2 separate regions of the Mus musculus genome follow, and region 1 is linked to region 2. Evidence: chromatin contacts called from public promoter capture Hi-C data. All regions are on one chromosome and are shown on one strand. Each heading gives the region's core, a stretch centred on a gene start, on an enhancer-like site or on the middle of the called end of the contact. The rest is flanking DNA. Distances are from core to core; before and after follow the strand shown. Region 1 holds the start of Lincmd1 (long intergenic non-protein coding RNA of muscle differentiation 1). Region 2 holds the start of Tfap2d (transcription factor AP-2, delta).

Region 1 (6,776 bases), core at 1,446-3,945, 1.6 Mb after region 2:
CTTCAAGTCCCTTTTAGGGAAGGTTATCACGTTATTGTTTTATTATCTCTCAGTTTTAGGAGAAGGATTTAAAGTAAAAAAACAAAAACAAAAACAAAACAGCAATTTCTGGCAATCATATAATAGATACCAAAAAAGTCCTTTGTTATAGAATTTGAAGAAACTAAATTATCTTGGGGGGATGTCACGAGTTCACAGCTAACCATTACCTTTACAGGTGTCTGGTTCTACAACTGGCAAACACTTGTCTAAAAACAGGATAATCACCTGGGGCACATGGTCTTTTCTTTGAGACCTAATTCACTGAAATCAATTCATGGTACTTCACACACCTGTGTCAAATTTGAAGCTCTGAACTCGTTTTGCAATGGCTAACTCCACAAGGACAGAGATGATGCCCGACTGGGCTCCCTCACATCCCTGTGGCTCTGCCCTGCCTGTGCCCTGCATATCTTGTTGATTTGTTTCTCCTATAACGGGGTGGGTCTCTCCTTGACAACTGGGGACCACATTTAGCCAAGCAGCTGTCCGCTGGCATCTGAAGCGTGCAGTGTTCAGGTCTGGCAACATCTCAAAGGATTTATTATTACCATCCTATGATTTCATTTAGTAGTATTATTGTCTCTCCTATGAAATTCCAACACTGAGCCTGCCACAAACCATCAAGAGACTGCAGGACGTGTGACAGTCTGCTCTCTGCATTTCCAAACAGCTGTCGCTCCTTCTCCCCGTCCAGTTTCCACTTACTACTGAAGAGCTTGAAGAGGTGACTATATCCTCCTCAGTGTTCTCTTTATGGCCACTGCTTCTCAGTGGTGACCTTGGGAAGGGGAATGTCCTTCAGAACAGCTTTATTCAACAATCATGAGAGTTAGGAATCAAGAGACGCTGGTTCTGTGGCCATGGGAAAATCCCTTCTGGTCATTGTTTCCTCATACACTGAAGAAATAATGTTTCTTTATGAGTGGAAATGTTTTGAGATCCTTAAGACTGGCTCTCCATTTACCCTATCACCTGGCTTTCCCTAGGGAAAGAGCTCTCATTAGGAACATCTCAGGAAGAACCTAGACTAGGACTTCACATCTTCACTCCAGAACCTGCATCATTAAAAGAAAAATTAAGAGATAAATGCCTTATTTATATAAGACAGTAAGATGGTTCTTCAACTGAAAATGACAGGGTCTCTGCCCTAAAATCTATTGAGATTTATAAAAATTTAAAAATTAAAAATTAAAAAAAGCTGACAATTGATCAGGAGGCCTAAGACTAGCTCTCCCTCCCGAGTGAGTTCTGTACATTCAGCAAGTCTCTTGCTGCTGAAGTGGCTTTCATGTCTCATCTCCCAAATTTCAGTACCCACATTCCTCTGACGTATCCGCCTCCAACAGGCCTGGAGGCTCACTTTTAGCTTCAAGCCTTAAATGTAGCCCTACATAAAGACGACATGTTGTCAAGTAAATATCAGCTTCATCTATTGACGTGGAGTAAAGATCAGAAGAACTAATGGGTGGACGTGTTAGAAAGAGATTTTAGGCCTATGGGGATTACATGTTGTAGTAAAGTTGTAGATTGACCTGACTTAACCTTTAAGCACTGATTGGGAGCTTGATGTGTGCCATACTCCATGCTAGAAACAAAACGGAAAAGAGAGCAATCAAAATCAGCATAAAATTGCCCTTTAGGAATTCTCAGTATTGCGCATTCCAGACATACTGAAAACTATAAAGTGGCTGGGTGGTAGTGGTGCATGCCTTTTATCCCAGCACTTAAAAGACAGAGGTAGGTGGATCTTTGAGTTTGAGAACAGTCTGGTGTACAGAATGAGTTCCAGGATAGTCAAGGCTAGACAGACAAACCCTATCTCACAAATCCAAATATACATATGTATATGTATGTATATGTGTATATATGTGTGTGTGTTTATATTATAGTATAATATATTATTTCATCATATAACATATACAATGCATACATATTTTCATAGGTATATCATATAAAATTGCCTGCTTTCTAGGAACTCTTAAAGACTTGGCATCTCCTACCATAAGCCTGTGTCCCTAGAATGGCTACCTTGTCAGCACTTCCTGTCTCTGTGCCTTTGCCGGAGGTTTTCTCCATGTAACAGAGCTCTTCATAGCTCTATCCATGTGTGGAAGCCTGCTCTGTCTATCCTCACCCAACTGAAACCACTGTCATCCATGAAGCTCTTACCACCTGGATCTCAAACCCAGCTTTGGGTTCCAGTAGAACTTACCCTGGATCATCAGTCTAAAATCATGTTCTATTACATATATTTCCCTAGATGCAGGTTCCAGCCCCAAAAGTATCAGGATGTCTCTCATGAGTATGGAATAGTTCTTCCCAATTCTGGTGTCTAATAAGGTGTACTACAGTCTGGCAAGCACTCACCAAGTACATGCTGTTGAGCGTCTACTGCCCAAGCTACTCATATTTTTCAAAATAAGTATCTACCCATCAGACAAATATGCAAAGTGAGTTTCAGATGAGCTAAAAGAAGCTGCATCTCAAGTAGCATCCATGGATGCAAACGAAGCGATGAGGATCCACTTACTTTTTTTTAAAAATTATATCCTGAGTCTTTAAAACAATTTGTGTATTGCATTAGTACACTCTATAAATAGGAACATTAATATGGACTTGCCTATTTAAAAGGGGGATTTAGCAAAGGACATTTCTCTTTGCAGTGGGACAGCTGAAGAGGTATAATTTAACAGCTTTCAGAAGCCCGTCACTGGAGTGATTGAGGTGGACAGAAGGCAGGGACATGACCACGGTCCTTAAAAGACACAAACAGGTGGGAGAGCACAACGCGGGGTGGGCAGAGGGCTGGAAAGTACAAAAGGGAAGAGGCTTGCCTGGAAAAAGCAGAGACTAGGCAAAGCAGAGTGTGAGACTGCCTGGAGAGAGAAGCCCTGGAGAGAGATGGAGAGAGAGAGAGAGAGAGAGAGAGAGAGAGAGAGAGAGAGAGAGAGAGACCCTGAAGAGAGGAATAAGAAGGAGATCAGGGAGAGGAGATGAGACAGGAAAGCGAAGAAGGAAGAGAGGAAATGAGGGGAAGGAAGGAAGAGGAGAGGAGAGGAGAGGAGAGGAGAGGAGAGGAGAGGAGAGGAGAGGAGAGGAGAGGAGAGGAGAGGAGAGGAGAGGAGAGGAGAGGAGAGGCAGACAAACCTGAACCCAGAACACATTTAGACAGATCACAATTCAGATGCAGAGGTAAAGCTTGAACAAATGACAGTCATAAAAAAAAAATGAAAGAGAAACAGGCATGGTACATAGAGGGCTAAATGATAGACTGTCAAAGAGGACAGAGCACATGAGGAAAGGAAAGACCTTGGTTTCTCTGTGAGTGACTGGTAGGATAGAGATTGTGGAGGTAAGAGTAGAAAGGAATGGGGGCGGGGGTCTGTAAAGAGACAAACAAGAAATGAGTACAGGCATAGCGGCCTAACTGTCAGAAAGTCACCGGGTTGTTCAGCTGGGCTGCAGGTAGAGCCACAGCTTTACCCAAGAGGGGACCATCAGAAAGACAGGAGCAGGCAATTTAAGCAGCTAGATACTGGGGGCCGGGGGGAGGAAAAGGAAAGAAAAAATAGATGGAAAGGTGAGAAGCAGGCAAGGAAAGCCCAAAGGAGACACTGGCCCAGAAACCTTCGTAACTTTCTGTAAGAATCTTCAAGGCCCCAAACTAGGCCAAGATTCTGACTGACATTTCTGAGCTCACCAGCTGCTGTTTCCTTGAGAGGATTCTGACAGGAAGCCATAGAAATGCAAGCCAACACTGCCAGCTCTGGAAATAAATAAATAATGACCCAGGTTCTATGCTCCTCAATGGGGGCAGAAGCCTGCGGGGCAAGAAAACCACAGAGGAGGAGGGACCTGCCTGCAACTTGTCCCCAGGTATGTCACTGAGCTGATTCTGCATGCTGCTGTCTCCTCTCTTTGTCCCCTGGCTGTTCCTGCCTTATCCAGCTGTCTTTTTCTCTTTGTGAATTTTTGGGGAGCCCTGTGGGTGATCCGCTTCTGTTATGTGAAGTCAGCAAGGCAGATCTAGGCGAGCAGGTGAAGCTCCGGGTTTCTGCATCTCAAACAAGCAGGAGTGGGAAGTTTCTGACAGAGCGGCCTCCACCTGTGGGGAAGGTGCATGTGGCTGACTTGTGGGCTGGTACTGAAGTGGGGCTTCTGTGTGCAGGAGCTTGGAGCAAAGATCAAAATGGGAGGATACGGGCCCTGGGATACCCAGGGATGGGGGAAGGTGCTGTTTCCGGAATCCAACTGTGGGGAGAGATTTCTTCATAATCATCCAAGGGACTGGCACATTACTTCAGGAAGAGCTAAAGCTTTAGGGCGTTAGGAGTAAGGGGAGAAGAACTCAGCATCATGTGACCTTGAACTTACAGCATGCCTTTAGGGGTGGCTTAAAAATGTTTTAAATACACATTGAATTTTTTCCAAAGAATTCACAGAAATTGTGTGTGTGTGTAATGGATACATCTCAATATATATCTAATATATATAACGATCACCCCAGAAGGCTGAGTTTTCAATGACTCCACAGATGTCCCCACTAAGACAATGTGGAAGTTACAACATTTGGAAAACTAAGAAGCACTCCCTGAACCATGTAGTTCTTTGGGAAGTTTGGACCAGAGCTCAGTGTTCCTGACTTGCCCCTCAGACTTTAAGTAACTGTGAGTCCTCCTTCAGTTTAGTGACTGCACTGGGAGGGAGGGAGTGCAGGGGTGGGGCACAGCTGACTTGGAGTTAATGATATATGCTGTTATTCTGTATCGTTACATTGTTACACTACATATTATCATAATCTCTCTGCAAATGCCACATGAGGGTTTGTGAGCCAGTGACCCTGTGCTGAGCTATCTTCTCAGGAAAACCTGTTACGTCATTTCGCACTTAGTCTTCATCAAACCCCAGTGAACAATTTACTGATAAACACTGGCACCAAGGTTCATTTCAAGTAGCACACAATTTGAGTCAAAACACTTGGCACCCTCCCAGATGGGACGTCCCTCTCTTTTTGGTGTGTTGGCTGGTTGTTTCCTCACTGTTAAAGGAGCTTCTAAGGTTTAGAGTCTAAACACATCTTTGAGACATTTCTTTGAGACAGTTCACTATGTCCCAGCCTCTAATGGTTTTTCCTCCTGTCTGTCCCCTCATTGGTAAGAGGCCAGAATGTAGAATCAGTTCCTTGCCCTTGCCCTGGACAGCATAAGAAATACTGACCCAGTAGTTATCAGTGTGGTCCCCAGACCAGCAACATCAATATTCCCCAGAAACATGCTGCAGTTACCACTTCCAGATCCTATCCCAGACTTACCAACTCAGGACCTCTGAAAGTGGAACTGACCATTCATGTTTAAGTGGGATGGCCAGGAAACTGAATTAGAAACTCATGCTTTTTAAAGGTGATGCTTCCTGGATCCACCATATTCAGATTTCTTCACAGTGGCTTCAGAGTCAATTGTACAAAATTCAACAAAGAGCACTCTTTGTGTGCCAGTCGGTTGTTTCTTTCATCTGGAGTATTTTGAACACAGGTTGCTTGTTACAGTGCTTAAAAGAGTATCTGCAAACACATTGCTTCACTGGGTCAGGAGGGAGTTTAATCTGTGTCATTCTGTCTGTGTGGTGAGCCTTAAGAGACATAGGCTGAGAAATCAAAAGTGGAAGCCATCAGGATGCCAGACAATCAAGACGATAGACAGGTATGTTTCTCAAGAGCACAAGAAGCGTCACCAAGGTCACAAGGACATTTTATATGACCAAGTACAAACATTAATGAAGAAGAAAACATAGTTAAAGTGTTTTATGGAATGAGGCAGTTGGGAAGCTAATTCAGAAGAGCATGGCGTTCAAGACCAGATTGTGATACAAAGCAAAACCATGTCTCAAAAGAGGGGACTCCACCTGTGGAGATGAGCGAAAGGGGGAGGTAGGGGAGGGCGAGATGGGAGGGTGCAATTCCCAGTAAAGACGGAACACTGGGAGGATAGCTCACTAGGGTTACATGTAGCCTTTCTGTTAGCAGTATGCTAACCACTCCTTGTAAAGAAGGTAGTTATGTTTCAGACTCTAACCTTGTATCATCATGTATACAGAAATTCTTCATTAATCCAGACTAAAGTTTCCTTATACTGCTGTGGAGTGCATAGCTTGCAACAGTAATACTTTCATTACTTTAGAATACAAATTCTCCTGATCCTGTCCACTCTCAGAGCAGTGTTTTTTTTTTTTTTCAAAGTCCTCCTACAACTTGCAACAAAACAAAGTGGGTGTAGCTGCCAGAGTGCTCTCAACAGTGTGCTCCCAGCCGGCTGTCAGCATGTAGGGACCTGGACCCTTAGTTCCTCATAGCACTAACAGTTAGCAAGACTGGGAAGTACTAGAATATAAGAATGCTTATCAAGTGATAATAACTACAACTTACCTGCTGTGTGATTTCAGTACGTTTTTTAATCACTTTCTACTCCAAACTTTATTAAGTCATTTCAGATGGGATTTTTATTTCATTTATTGGCTTTTTAAATTTTTTTCGTGTAATAATATATTTTGATTTTATTCTTTCCTCTCCCTGAACTCCTCCCTTGTCCTCTCCACCTCCCTACTATCCAATTTCATGCTCTCTCTCTCTCTCTCTCTCTCTCCCTCTCCCTCTCTCTCTCTCCCTCTCCCTCTCCCTCTCTCCCTCTCTCTCTCTCTCTCTCTCTCTCTCTCTCTCTCTCTCTCTCTCTCTCTCTCTC
Region 2 (7,084 bases), core at 2,812-5,311:
AAGAAAAAAATAAAAGGAAAAGAAAGGAAAGGAAAGGAGAAAGAGGAAGGGAGGGAGAGCAGGCAAATGTGGATAAAAGGGGACAGACTGGGAAAGAAAAGAAGATACATTTGTTAATTCCTTTGGTTAAATGTATCTAAGTGTGAGGGAGTGGTAGAAATTGCTCAAATAGAAGCTAGTACTGGCTCAGTAGTAGACAATATACAAAGCCTGAGTTTGAATCCAACACACACACACACCATAAATCATGTTAAATAATTGCAATCATTACTCTACTTTATTTAATATGACATAAACAAATTGCTTAGAGGAAGCCCCAAGTAGGAGAGGGAGGAAAGGAGGATGAGGAGGAAGAAGATAAAGAAAGCTAAAAAAAATTATTAAAATTAGGGATAAGAGCTGAGATATCTGTCTGCTAATTGTTTGCCAATCTCAAACTTAGAGGAGGTACATATACCTTTAGTGAGAATGCTTTAGAATAGATCCAAACTGAAACAAACTGCATGGTAGCCACCTACAATCTCAGGAGAGGGAACATCAATTTCTTAAACTATTCTTTCAGCTCTGAATCCTAACCAAGGTAATAATAATTATTATTATAAATAATAAATATAAATAATGATGGTTATAAATAAATATAATAATATATAAGACATTTTAAGGGGAAGCCCTTCTGTGATATGGGACAGGAGAACCAGAGAGGGGAAGAAAATCATGACTGTTAACATAGACCTCTCCTTCTCAGGAGGTGTCAACTGGCAAGATTGTCTCACCTTCTTGTGTCCTACTTAGAGTAGGTATGCACTAGCCTGGACTCTAGCTGAGACCAGGATGTACACCACCAGTTTGCCTTTAGAAGGAGCCCCCAGGCAGCCTGTCACCATGAATTCAACATGCTGTGGCCAGTTAATTCAATTATAACACCCCCCTGGAGAATGTGTAGCCAATCACTCTCCAAGAAAGGAGCAAAACAGAAAAAAGAGGAATTAACTTTGCTCAAAAGCCCAGTCTTGACCCAAGTCAAGCAAGATGTCACGTATTAATTTCTCAAGACTATTAATTGGATGAAAGGAGAACGGGAGGGGGAGATGACTGAGAGAAACAAACCCAGTAGCTTCACATCACACACATCAAACACACCTGCCTCAATGAAGTTAATCATAAAAGGGGCACAGCAAGCAACCCCTAAGCAGACAGGAGGGAATGCTGACCAGTTAGTGCATATGGCAGAGATGATTCCCCCAACTATCCTTTCGGGGTGAAAAGGCCTTTTGTATTTAAAGTTGTTATAGTTGGGAGGAAGCAATAGACAAACTGAAGTTCCCCCTTTGTCTAAGATGCTGATATAAAGAGTGGGAAGATGATATAAAGAGGGGGAAGATGAACCAGCTCCAACAGAGCCTGAAAAAGTAGAACCTTTAGCAAAAAAGGTACAGATGTCCTTCCTGTTCCATCTCCCTTGGATGTATTTAAATATTTCTCTCACTCTGTAGCCTTTAGTTTCTTCCTAAGCCCAAGAGTGTTCAGCAACTAACATAAAGAAACCCTGAATTTCCTTAATTTGGGTAATTAAAAGTCACTCGGGGAAGTGGTGTAGGTATTGGGAAAGCAACAGAAAAGTACAACTGCCAGCAATTCAGTAATGTCATGAAGTATTCAGACAAAAGAAGCAGCTAGAAGGAACCCTGTGATACACAGGATATAATGAACTTAATTATCAAAAGCATCATGAGACTCATTGCTGTCTCTGGAAGTAGGAATAAGTATATTGATCAATGTTGCTCCAGAGCAAGCTGAGGCAGTCATGCTTTCCTAAGCCTTCCGGTTGTCCTAGAAGACAAGGCTGTGCGTCCATCCCCTCCTTGGACCTAAGCTGAAAGTAAAAAGCCCTTCACCTTAACTGAAGACAGATGCTCCTGACAGTTGGAAGTGTTGGGGACAGATGGGTTTCATTTGATTGAGAAGATAATATCCTTTCTTATTTGAGTGCAGACTTCTTATGAAATTAACATTATGCACCAGCAAAACTGTCTTATCATTCACAAAAGTAGGTAGGAGGTTCTCCATATTCTTCTAGTGGGCATGAAGCCAAGCTTTCTCAGGGACAAGCATTCTGAGAGAAGGTCACAGAATCAGGCTCCAGATCCTGTGGACTACTGTGTATGATCCTATTATCTATGTTCACTGTGGATAAGCTATGAGAACTGGGCTCAGACCTAGCAAACAAAGACTCTAATGTAAGCATTTGGGGGCACAGGCTCTAAGCACCAACAATGTTCCTCTTCCCCTCCTACTTAAAGACCAAGTCCTATATTCTTCATTTTCATCCTCACTGGACTTGCTTGAAAAGCCTTCTGATTTCAACAGTTAATGATGTGGAATTTCAGGGTGGGGAGTGGAGATAAGTCCATCTTAACAAGGGGAGCAAATATAGGCTGCTGATCCTGTGTGGAAGTGAGGCATCTTGGATGTCTATTGCAGACAATGCATTTTAATTCTTGTCATGTGTCCTTATGTATAGAGCCAATAGCTCTGAGTGACAGGCCCGGCTACCTTGTGTACCTTGTGTGAGCATGCCCTAATAAAACCTCCCATACCCTCAACCAAAAAAAAAAAAAAAAAAAAAAAAAAGCCACATGTCTGTTTGCCTGCGGCTTATTATTAAGACACCTTCTCAGCTTAAACACTTAAAAGGGAACCAAATGAAATAGCAATTAAGACTGAATTACCCTGTCTATCTCTGAGATGAGCTGGTGGGGCCAACTAACCCTCCAGGTTTTGGGTGTTTTATTTTTTTCCCCCTTGAGTAGGCAAGTTTGCTGATAAAACCTAGCATAGCCTCTATATCTTGAGCTTGTTGCTATCACACACACACACACACACACACACACACACAGAGAGAGAGAGAGAGAGAGAGAGAGAGAGAGAGAGAGAGAGAGAGAGAGACCTTCAAGACACTAGATAACTCAGTGGATCAGCCTAAATTTTGGATGAAGTATAACTCTAAAACTGTTTGAAAGTTGAGAAACCTAGAAGAAATGGAAATAGGTGTGTGTGTGTGTGTGTGTGTGTGTGTCAGTGTGCGCTGTTGTTCCCTGTCCCTTTCCAGCACCCTCTTTGTAAATGTAATGCAAGTATTTGGGGGTCCTTTAGGGGTAATATAACTGCTTCCTGTTGTTGAATGGTCCACACTCCCACCTTCCAAAATAGAAATAAGGAGAGACAGGCAGACAGACAGACAGATACAGAGAGGGACACAGAGAGGAGAACAAATAAAAAAACCAAACAAACAAACAAACAAAAATCACACTGTTTAAAAGAAAAGGGAAAAGAAAAATAGTAAAGGGGGGAAAACAGGCTGGGTTGGGGAGTGAAAGACATTTACTTAAGTGTGCAATATCCTCACACATCTTTATTCTCATACATTTTTCCAGTTGTCCTACTTCTTTGTAACAGAAACTTAGGACTGTCCATCATGATTATCTATCTTAAAAACTGCTTAAAAAAATGTTAGCCACCACCTGGTGTTGCCTTTCAAGGACGAAGAACAGAAATTCAATGTAAATATGAGAAAAGGGGTATTGTTTTCACTTGGAAGAAGGCAGACATCCCAACTGGGCAAGACTGATTGCAATGCCTGTTGGAAAAAAAGATCAGCTTTCAACATCCAGGGAGTGGAACCAATAGGAACAAATGCCCAGTCATGTAAAAGAAAGGTTTAATTAATATATGTTTCTGTCTGTAAGCTGCATGTATTGGGGATAGATTTCTATCTTCGCAATAAAAATGTGTAAATGCTCTCTGCAGAGATGCGTCCTCACCTCAGTCGGTATAGAAAAGCATGATAAAGGTTGTGGAAAATGGATAAAAAATGTTGAAAGAACCCCCAGTTCCTTATTAGGCGAAGATACAATATTTATTCCTTGTCTCATGGGATAAATCTCTTCTGCCTATTGTCCTCCCCGTTCTCACTGCTGATGCTTAATTTTCAAAACTTCTATATTACCAAGGGACCTACGACATCAGCCAAAGAAATTCTCAGCAAGTACAAAATCTGTTCCAGGGAGCTGCTTTTGTGCAGAGGGAAAATTTTGTTCCTACAGGTTTTTTAAGTGGGTACGAGGCAAGGAGCTATCTGATCCGGGCAAAACCATTACAGTTTAGATCTCTATCTACGGAACATTTTTTTTCTTCCTTTAAAAAAAATTGGAAAATACAAGAAGTTTTGGATTTTTTTTTCCTGATTCTTTTTTTGGAGGGGGAAATTGCATCGTAAGCTTTTGGAGAAACCCATCATGTCAACTACCTTTCCCGGACTAGTCCACGATGCGGAGGTATTATTACTTTTTTGTGTGTGTGTGTGAGCGCGCGCGCGTGAGTGTGTGAGTGTGTGGCGGCGGCGGTGGTGGTGGCGGTGGTGGTGGCAGCTTCCCCTGCCTCTAATCTATATTGGACCGTTACGTTTAATTATAATCTGGCTTTCGGGAGAAGTTACGGAAGGGAACGGGAGAAAGTTCGTTATGACATCTGTCGCAGGGAGGGCAACTCTCCTCCAAGTTAAGCACCATTTGCAGTAATGAGGGAGAAGCATAATCCTAACAATAAGTGGGGACGAGGAGAAAGCTAGAGACACAGAAAGGATTCTCCGAAAAGCAAAGAAAGGGGACTGATGAGGGACAGTAGGTGGACGTGGGGGTTGGGGGGTGGGGGGGAAGAACGCAGCGCATCCCTTTCAGAAGGGGTTTATTCAAGAAATGGCACACAAGTGGCTATGGGGGCGAGCAAGTTGAACAATTTGCACGGACTGGGATTTTTAATGTACATGTATATATACCTTTATATTTGTGGACGGTGATCCTTTTATTTATTTATTTTTTTTTTAGCAGCTCAGGCTGAACACCTCCGCATGGCCAGGAGGCATTTCGGTGCTAGGGTCTGGCTGGAGTAGCGATGTGCATCCTAGCGTTTTCTGCATGTGGACTCTCTTGCTCCCCTAAGCCCCCAGTCACCTGCAAACCTGACTCCCAACGCCTAGCTCCAGGCACAAGTTGAGAATTGAAGGGTGTGAGTGTATTTGAGTGTGTGTGTGTGTCTGTCCGTCTGTCTGTCTGACTGTGTGTGCATGTGTAATGTCGCCCGCACCTATATAGGGTGGGGGATTCCCCCCACCCCACCCCGCTCTCTCCACTGTGAAGACGAGGCCGCCCACCCCCAGTTCAACTGTTAGCGAAGTCTGCTTGGTGAAGGCACTCACTGAGTCCGGCTGCTCTCCGGAAGCCCAGCGCGCTCTCTCCTCCTAGGGAGAGACAGGGAAAGCTCCCGACTCTGGGAGAGTGGCGCCTTGGTTGCAAAATGACAAACCTCAAGTTTTTCTGCTCTCCCCTTTCCCCCTCTTCCTTCCAGATACGTCACGACGGATCAAACAGCTACCGTTTGATGCAGCTTGGCTGTCTGGAGTCCGTAGCCAATTCCACGGTTGCCTATTCCTCCTCCTCTCCTTTAACTTACTCTACCACCGGCACCGAGTTTGCGTCCCCCTACTTCTCCACTAACCACCAGTACACCCCGCTCCACCACCAGTCCTTCCATTACGAGTTCCAGCACAGCCACCCGGCGGTCACTCCCGACGCCTACTCTCTGAACTCGCTCCACCACTCACAACAGTACTACCAGCAGATTCACCACGGGGAGCCCACCGACTTTATTAACCTGCACAATGCGCGGGCTCTCAAGTCCTCCTGCCTGGACGAGCAGAGGCGGGAGCTGGGTTGCCTCGATGCCTACCGCCGCCACGACCTGTCCCTCATGAGCCATGGCTCTCAGTATGGAATGCACCCAGATCAAAGACTCCTGCCAGGGCCCAGCCTGGGGCTGGCCGCCGCGGGAGCCGACGACTTGCAGGTAAATAAGCGTGCAGCGGGTTTGTCTGCGCCCTCCCCCTGCCCTCCCCCTCCCGCTCTCCGTTAATACTCTAGCTTTAAGTCTCTCTCTCTCTCTCTCTCTCTCTCTCTCTCTCTCTCTCTCTCTCTCACACACACACACACACACACACACACACACACACACACACACACACTCACTCACACTCGCACACGAATTAGAAAAAGTCATGAGATTACAGGAGGACTCTGCCCACTGGGTTCCTCTCATTGGATCAATAGCTGAGGTCCCTTTCTGGAGCCAGTCACCAGAAGTCTTTTGTGAATCTACGTTTCTGACACTGAGAGGATAGGTGTGTGAGATCAATGGAGCTGGCTTTGAATCTAGAGGTCTCAGAATAAGATTCCTAAAAGCTGAGGTCCACTCAATTGTATTTTCAGTTTCCATAATTTGCAGGGTCTCCAGCGTTGGCCTAGACAGAACCTTTAGGGGAGTCTCCTGATGAAAGTCTCTCTCCGGGAGGAGAGAGGTTGTTTGTTTTCAGGAAATTGTTGGAATCATAAGCTTGAACCAAAGTTTCACAAGCATATCAGATTGCTGTGCCAAGCAAGTAACCCCAAATGACAGCCTCAAAACAGCCCTAATAACATAATCTGCACAATGCACTTGCCAAGGTACGGCCGTGCTTCTCTGTGCCTGAGCATACAGGAGCCCGGCAGCACTCTTTATTCTTTCCCTTCGGGTCTTATGTAAGATGCAACTCATTGTACTGTCAAAAATGAGTAAACAAAGGAAGTAAGACAAAGAGAGAGAAAGCGGAAAGGAGGAAAGGAAAGACAGCAGGCTGAGAAGAAAGGAAGAAGAGGAAGGAGAGGGGGCAGAAACAAATTCAGACACCTTAGAGGCCACCACTTCATCAAATCTCCTACTTCACACCGCTTCCACATTCGGTGCCAACAACAGAGTTTTTAATTAAGTGGTTCCATTGTCTTAGACACATTTCAGATCAATAAGCCCTGAGATCTAGACTAAGAACCCAGAAGAGTCAAACTGGAACTTTCTTATAGTGGAAAGTACACCTCTGCCCGTGGCAAGTCCTTCCTTTTTCTGTCTGCACAAAATCTGCCACCTCCACTTTCTCCTGACGACTGGGAAGATATTCCAGGAGCACAACTTGGAGACAGAAGAGATCCCTTGTTGCGCA

Evidence for each region. Promoter capture Hi-C pulls out the DNA fragments that hold promoters and counts their contacts.
Region 1: a promoter capture Hi-C map of hippocampal neurons shows a contact between it and region 2, with 6 times the contacts expected there. The contact joins the promoter of Lincmd1 here to the promoter of Tfap2d in region 2. A contact is called at or near these places in 3 of 39 promoter capture datasets (hippocampal neurons, liver and stem cell-derived epiblast-like cells).

What each region holds. Positions count from the first base shown.
Region 1 is chr1:20,667,187-20,673,962 of GRCm38.p6, forward strand. Lincmd1 (long intergenic non-protein coding RNA of muscle differentiation 1) reads left to right here and starts at 2,696. Exons shown (of 3, transcript NR_131249.1): 1 at 2,696-2,815; 2 at 3,764-3,918.
Region 2 is chr1:19,098,961-19,106,044 of GRCm38.p6, forward strand. It overlaps Tfap2d (transcription factor AP-2, delta), which reads left to right and starts at 4,062. Exons shown (of 8, transcript NM_153154.3): 1 at 4,062-4,334; 2 at 5,404-5,901. The coding sequence starts at 4,296. It overlaps Gm15825 (predicted gene 15825), which reads right to left and starts at 5,880. Exons shown (of 4, transcript NR_151619.1): 1 at 5,710-5,880.